Linked DNA regions of Mus musculus: region 1 is linked to region 2. A link is a contact called in public HiChIP or PLAC-seq data. All regions are on one chromosome and are shown on one strand. The core of a region is the stretch at or near the end of the contact, and the rest is flanking DNA. Distances in the headings are between cores, read along the strand shown. Region 1 holds the start of B230307C23Rik (RIKEN cDNA B230307C23 gene). Region 2 overlaps Zbtb21 (zinc finger and BTB domain containing 21).

Region 1 (3,059 bases), core at 364-2,863, 48 kb after region 2:
AGTACAAAGTCCCAGAGGATGAAAAAGACATGAAAAGTAGAAGGCAGAAAGTTACAAAAGCTGGGGTGGGGAGGCCTTGCAGAAGCCTCTGTGTATGAATGTTTAGCTTCCCAGTGAGGAAGATGTGTTGGCTAACCATAGTGCTCCACTGGGTTTGTTATCTGGTTCCTGTTTGCCTTCCAGGGTTCACATACTTACCAGCTGAAAAGTAGCTGCAGTTTACCTAAGCCCAGCATGAAGGACTCAACCCAAGTGAAATTAGAGTATTTGGGGGTTTATTTGGGGGTAGCTCTCTAGTGGATTCAGTGATCCCAAGGAACCAGAGAGTTCACTAGTCCCAAGGAGGTCAGAGAAGTTATGGGATGGGAGTATAAGGAGCAGAGGTGGGGAGAAGGAGCTAGCAAGGCATGCAGGGGGGAGGGAGATGGAGAGGGAAGTGGAGGGAGGAGGGGGAAGGGCAGGAGAAGGAGGAAGGAGGAGGCAGAGAGAGAGAGAGAGAGAGAGAGAGAGAGAGAGAATGAAACAGAGAGACAAAGAGTACAAACTGTCAGGATTATATAGGAAGATCTTCTGGAGACAGGAAAGCTCAGGGTACAAGGTGGGGTCTGCCAACTTTGCTATGTAACAGGTGGAGACTGAGGAGAGCTGGGAGAACCTGGAGGTTCAGCTGTAACCTTCCCAGCCTTGAGCAGGCTAAGCAGACCTTGAACATTCATCTTGACAGGCCTTATCAAGCTGGATAGAGACATGTGTCTTGGCTGCAGTTGCAGGTTCCCATGGGAACTTAGCTGTTTTGGCTGCCTGTGCTGACCTTGTTCTACAACATATTCCAGCTAAAGAAGGGGATGGGTTTTGTGGTTTTTCCCTTTATAAACGTAAAGCCTATTATTAAACTTTGAGTCTTGATCAGAATCTTTGTCTTGACTTCATTCTTCTCTCGCGTACCCCCCACCCCCATCTTTTCATTTCCAGCACCCCTTTCAGGTAAACTCAGTTCTCCCGCGGCTGCTGGATGGCTCCACCCAGCCAGCTTTGGTGTGTTAAATATATGCAGATCAGAAGCTGGTCCCGGGTCTGAATCCCAACCGCAACAAAACTATTGTTTCCCCAAATCTCTTTTTAATCGTTAATATCCTGGGCACCCTTCCGCTTGTAGGACAGATTGATAACTCCACTGCAAGTTGAGCTATGCAAGCTAACTACCTTGATTCCAGGAGGAAGGCAAACAGTCTACTGAGTGAGGAAAGCTCAGGCTGAAAAGTCAAGGACTTGCTGAGCACGGGGTCAACTGTTCACATAGGGGAGGAGCAAGCGGCTGAGCAGTGATAGGTGCAGTGGTGGTTCCTCCCTGGGGCTGTGCGGGGAGACAGAAGGGTAGGCTATTGGAGGACCGGCACAAGTATTACAGAAATGAAAATCCCTGTAGATCTGGAAAAGGTCGTCCCTGGATTTGAAGCTTGGTCTGAGAACTTCTACACTGTGTGGCTTCAGCACACTCTAACTCTAAGGGAGGTGCTCGACTCACTCAAGACTTACTGGCCAATCAGAGCCTCCAGGCAGACCTGCGTGTCAGAAGAGAAGGCGGGTTTTCCGGGTGCGGTGGTGTCGGTTTCGCTTCCTGGTTGAGTGCTTGAATGGTTCTGTGTGCCGTGCTCCGTTTCCTGCGGTTGGATGCTGTGGATTGTGCACAGGCAAGCTCCGAAGTTGCGACATGGTAAGCACAGGGTCACTGCCAACAATGGGGAGAAGCAGGGGTCTCAGCAGCGCGAGCTGGTGTGGTGGGGCTTTCACAGGACTGAATGGGAATCGGCGGCCACGTGTGAGGTCCTAGCCACTTGGGGGACCCAGCTGTAGCCTCTGAATAACTTCACTGTGGGGGCTGCATCTGTGCAGAGCATTTGGCCTGTGTGTAGAAAGATCTTTGGCATGATCCCAAACTCAGAGAGTACTAGTTTCTGCAAGTTCTGTTCTTACCATTTGCCATTAAGGTGGACAATCCATTGGAGTTAATTTTGTGGAGGTTGTAAAAGACATCTCATGTGCTGGGTAGCAATCCAATATCAAGCTGTGATGTAAAAGTGCAGGATTAATGATCTAAAGGATTTACTAAAGCTTAGGAGATAGTAAGGCACTCCAAGTAGAATTTATCTGAGGGTGGACTGCATGTAAAACATCCCACAGATAGGTAATGTGCTAACTAGGGCTGTTAGAGATTAGGTTGCTAGGATACACAAGTTAATTCACCCGGATTGTCCAGAAATTGGGCACCAAACCATAACAAAGGAAACAAACTTGATTTACTACCATCCACTAGGTTCATCTTCATATCAAAGAGCAGGCCTCTAACAGGCTGGTCTATGGGGCCTTACAGGATCACAATCTACAGTAAGGCCTGGTGTGGCATAAAGGTTCAGTTTTCTTCTTGAGAAAAGCATAGTTCTGCCACATGGGTGAGATGATGCCTAGTGACAACCATGTGAGAAGGTAAAAAAGAAAACAAAACAAAACACTGTTGTATTGAGTGCTAAGTTACACTTTCCCTGAGGTTTCCATATATGGAGAATGACATAGCTCCTCATGAAACCCAGGAACATGCTTGGCAGAGCCAGTCACAGCTTGGGGCCTAGGCCTTGGGAGCTTTCCCTGAGGCTCTGGGTATAGAGATAAAACAGAGCTTCTTCTCTAAGACCTGGAATATGCTTGGGAGAGCTGGTAATAGTCTGGGGCCAGGGCCTTTGGGAGGGGTTGCTTCAGATTCTGAGAGCACAACTCTTCCCACCGTACGGGGTTGTGGTTATCAGTCCCAAGGCCATGAGAGACTTGGTCAGAAATTTTTTCAGATACACTGAGTTTCCCCTTGTGCAGCAACTATTTGATTAGACTTCTCCTGAGTGTGTCCCATTGTATGATGCTTCTGCTGACTTCATAGTTTCTTCATCTTTCTCCTGACTTCATAGATGTCTCCCATCTCCTTCCTTTCCCTCATGTCAATCGTGTACAAGATGGTATTCTTTAGAAGCTTACTTAGCATGAGCCATAGCTTGTGTAAGTCCTCCCCA
Region 2 (2,807 bases), core at 203-2,702:
CTATACTTGTAAAAATTAGTACAATTAGAAAAACATTTACAAGAATATCTCTACTATCTAAAGATTTACAGTGGTGAAAGACCTATTTATTTCACTAAACATCTGCCTGCTAGCTGAGATAAACATTCTCTAAAAAACTGTTTACTGCAAAAAGTGATTACTGTTTTTTATTAGTTTCTTAGCATTTGAAATAGTTACATGAATGGAAGGATAGAGTTTGACATCAAAATAAATTCTTGCAGCCCGATGTCTTTCAAGATACAGTATAAAAAGCAATAGAAAAACCACAACTGCATTATAAATGTTTTTGGTTCAAAAATTTATTTGAAATCTTATGTTTTCTTCCTAGACAAAAAAAGGTGACAAACACTGGTAATTTGTAAAACCTAACAGATATGCAGAACCTGTATTTAGATCAAAAATACATTTTTTTTTTTTGCAACAATGTTACTTTATAAATCTTCAAAAACGTAGCACAGGTTCAAGTGTTGGGGCAGGAGCTGGCAATGCCAGGTCTGGAGGTTATCACTCTGTAACTACACAGGAGATGACCATGCAGAGAGATGGTCTTAAAAGAAGTAACACTCTGAGGAGAGACCATTCACTCACCACAGGGAAGAAGTTCAGTGGACAGCTACCTAGCCTGGCACTAGCTTCATTCATCACATGGTGGACACTTTTAGTTTCATCTCTAAAATGCATAGTTTAAGAAAGCAGATGGCAAGAATTAATAACTGCAACCTAATTTTATTTCCCTTCTTTGCAAAATTTAAGAAACAAAATAGGAAATGCAGACATATTTAGGGATTTCTGATTGCTTTTTCAAGTGAAAAGATAAAAGGCAAAATTCCACATATAGCTTCTATAATATACAAAGTCAATTAGTAATTTATTAAAAAAAAAGTTTCAATATCAAGATTGCCTTTGCTACCATGGGTGTAGAATGCTGGTGAGCAGATGGGCCAGTGTCTCTGTTAGATCACACCTTGAAAATGTGAAGAAACAGCTTGTAGCAAAAGTGAATAGGGAATTTGCATCCCCCTAATTTCCTTTCCAGGAGTGATCTTCCCTTTGTCTTTTGAAATATTTCACTGAACTTTGGATTCTGCCTATGGAGAGATTTAATTATAACCTGCAAGGAACAAAACAAAAAGCAAAAAAAAAAAAAAAAAAAAACAAAAAAACAAACAAACAAACAAACAAAAAAACAAGAAAAAACCAGAGGAGCCCAAACCCTAAGGTACCAAATCAAGTAGCAAAAACTAATTTTGGCCTCTTGCTAGTGCTTTAATCCACGCTTGCATATCATGTAGTGACATTTCCACTGCTGTCCACTCCAATAACCCCACAGAAGTACTCACAAAAGACAGGCAGGAAATGTCTATGTTGTGTGTACAGTTCTTGGAAAGCACATGGAAACTGCAACACGGCATTTCCTCCAATCTCTGAAGCCTCTAGAGAGAGAATGGTGGTCTAGGATGTGGTAAGGCTATGCTCTGCTAACCTCATGCTAGCACTGCTTATCTCAATGACACCCGAGTTTCAAGCTGACAGAGAGCAGACATTGTCAGTTCTAAAGCCCCAGTTGAAAGCCATGCTATGAACACACCACAGACTTTAGCGGCTTTCACAACTAAGCTGTTGCAGCTGACTGTAGAGGACCCCACAAACACGCTTCTATTGCTCTGCCTCCCTTAGAACAGACCATCACTGATTGTATGATGTAATTGACAGATTGTTCTTTTATTAAAAAAAATCTAAGTGTGACTATTGCTGATTTAAAGTCTCACAATTTTCATACAAAAAGGAAGTTTTATAGGACCACAAAATACCAAGTTTTTTTCTTATCAAGTGTTAGGATACTTTACTAAAGTTGGGGCTTGCCTTTTCTTATTGCTAAAGTAGTCTAAAATCTGACTCAATACTGCAAATGACTCCCCTTCTTCCTTGTATGTTTTTTTGGCCTTAGAAACATGGCTAAAGGTTACCTCAAATTTAGGTGTCTGCAATAATCAAAAACAAAACAAAACCAACAACAAAAAAAAACCAAAACCAACCAACCAAACAAACAAAAAACCCACTTCCCAAGCATCCCACTACTCAGAAACCAAAAACCTCAATCACCAACATTAGTCCAACTTCAATAGTAATAGAATCAAACCCCTGCTGCTGAGGTCCAGAAAGCTGTGAGGTCATTTCTAGCCAGTATTAATTCATCCCAAACTTAAAATTCAAACATAATAATTTCCAACCTTTATTATTATTATTTTTTCAAATATTCTGTCTTAGGACACAGTTTACAAGCCAAGGGCCTGCTACTTTGTGATAGGTGAAAGGGGTAGGTCCTTTAATTGTGTGTCTGCTCATGACTCCAAAGACTGAAGGCCGTCTTGAATGTCCTATGGCAGAGCTTGCACATGAACTGTCTTTTAAATGTGATTGCTGAAAGGGGTGGGGCGTGGTAGAAGAGGGTATCTGACTCCTGGGGTGCAAACAGCTTCTCTGTAGCTGGGGTTGGGTTCTCAGGCAGGCCTGTGGGGCTGTCTGGCTCCAGGGGCTGAATCTTGGGCAAGGGTGGCGGAGGTGGCAGAGGTGGTGGGGAGGGGGAGTTTGTGGGCACAGGACACACCTCTGATTCTTTCTGCACAGGCTCCTCTGTAGCCTGAGACATGTGGGTCTGGAAGTGACTCCAGAGTCGGAAGTTGGTACGGAAGGCTTTGTAGCATACGTGGCAGATGAAGGGCTTCACAGAACACAGCAGCTCCTGGTGCCGCTCCAGCTGCTTGTGTGCCGTGAACATCTTTCCG

Evidence for each region. HiChIP or PLAC-seq counts read pairs in DNA pulled down with a chosen protein or histone mark.
Region 1: an H3K4me3 HiChIP or PLAC-seq map of the 230-238 cell line shows a contact between it and region 2, with 35 read pairs. The contact joins the promoter of B230307C23Rik here to the enhancer-like site in region 2. A contact is called at or near these places in 1 of 15 datasets of contacts at CTCF or cohesin (pro-B cells), 7 of 484 Hi-C or Micro-C datasets (the 63-12 cell line, the HPC-7 cell line, embryonic stem cells and 1 more), 4 of 115 datasets of contacts at active chromatin or transcription factors (the 230-238 cell line, the SCID.adh cell line and embryonic stem cells) and 3 of 9 other capture datasets (adipose tissue, liver and pancreatic islet).

What each region holds. Positions count from the first base shown.
Region 1 is chr16:97,995,723-97,998,781 of GRCm38.p6, forward strand. B230307C23Rik (RIKEN cDNA B230307C23 gene) reads left to right here and starts at 1,614. Exons shown (of 4, transcript NM_001362093.2): 1 at 1,614-1,714. The coding sequence starts at 1,712. C030010L15Rik (a long non-coding RNA gene) reads right to left here. Exons shown (of 5, transcript XR_001781957.2): 3 at 1,975-2,065; 4 at 1,204-1,729.
Region 2 is chr16:97,947,534-97,950,340 of GRCm38.p6, forward strand. It overlaps Zbtb21 (zinc finger and BTB domain containing 21), which reads right to left. Exons shown (of 3, transcript NM_175428.4): 3 at 1-2,807. The coding sequence ends at 2,348. Among named protein-coding and RNA genes, the nearest start is that of Gm41514, 8.8 kb to the left of the region's middle. Within about 2 kb of position 1,453, at least 30 of the 459 cell types and tissues checked have an H3K27ac peak or open chromatin away from gene starts, as enhancers often do. A contact at or near this core is called in the 230-238 cell line, the HPC-7 cell line and pro-B cells, where this site is marked.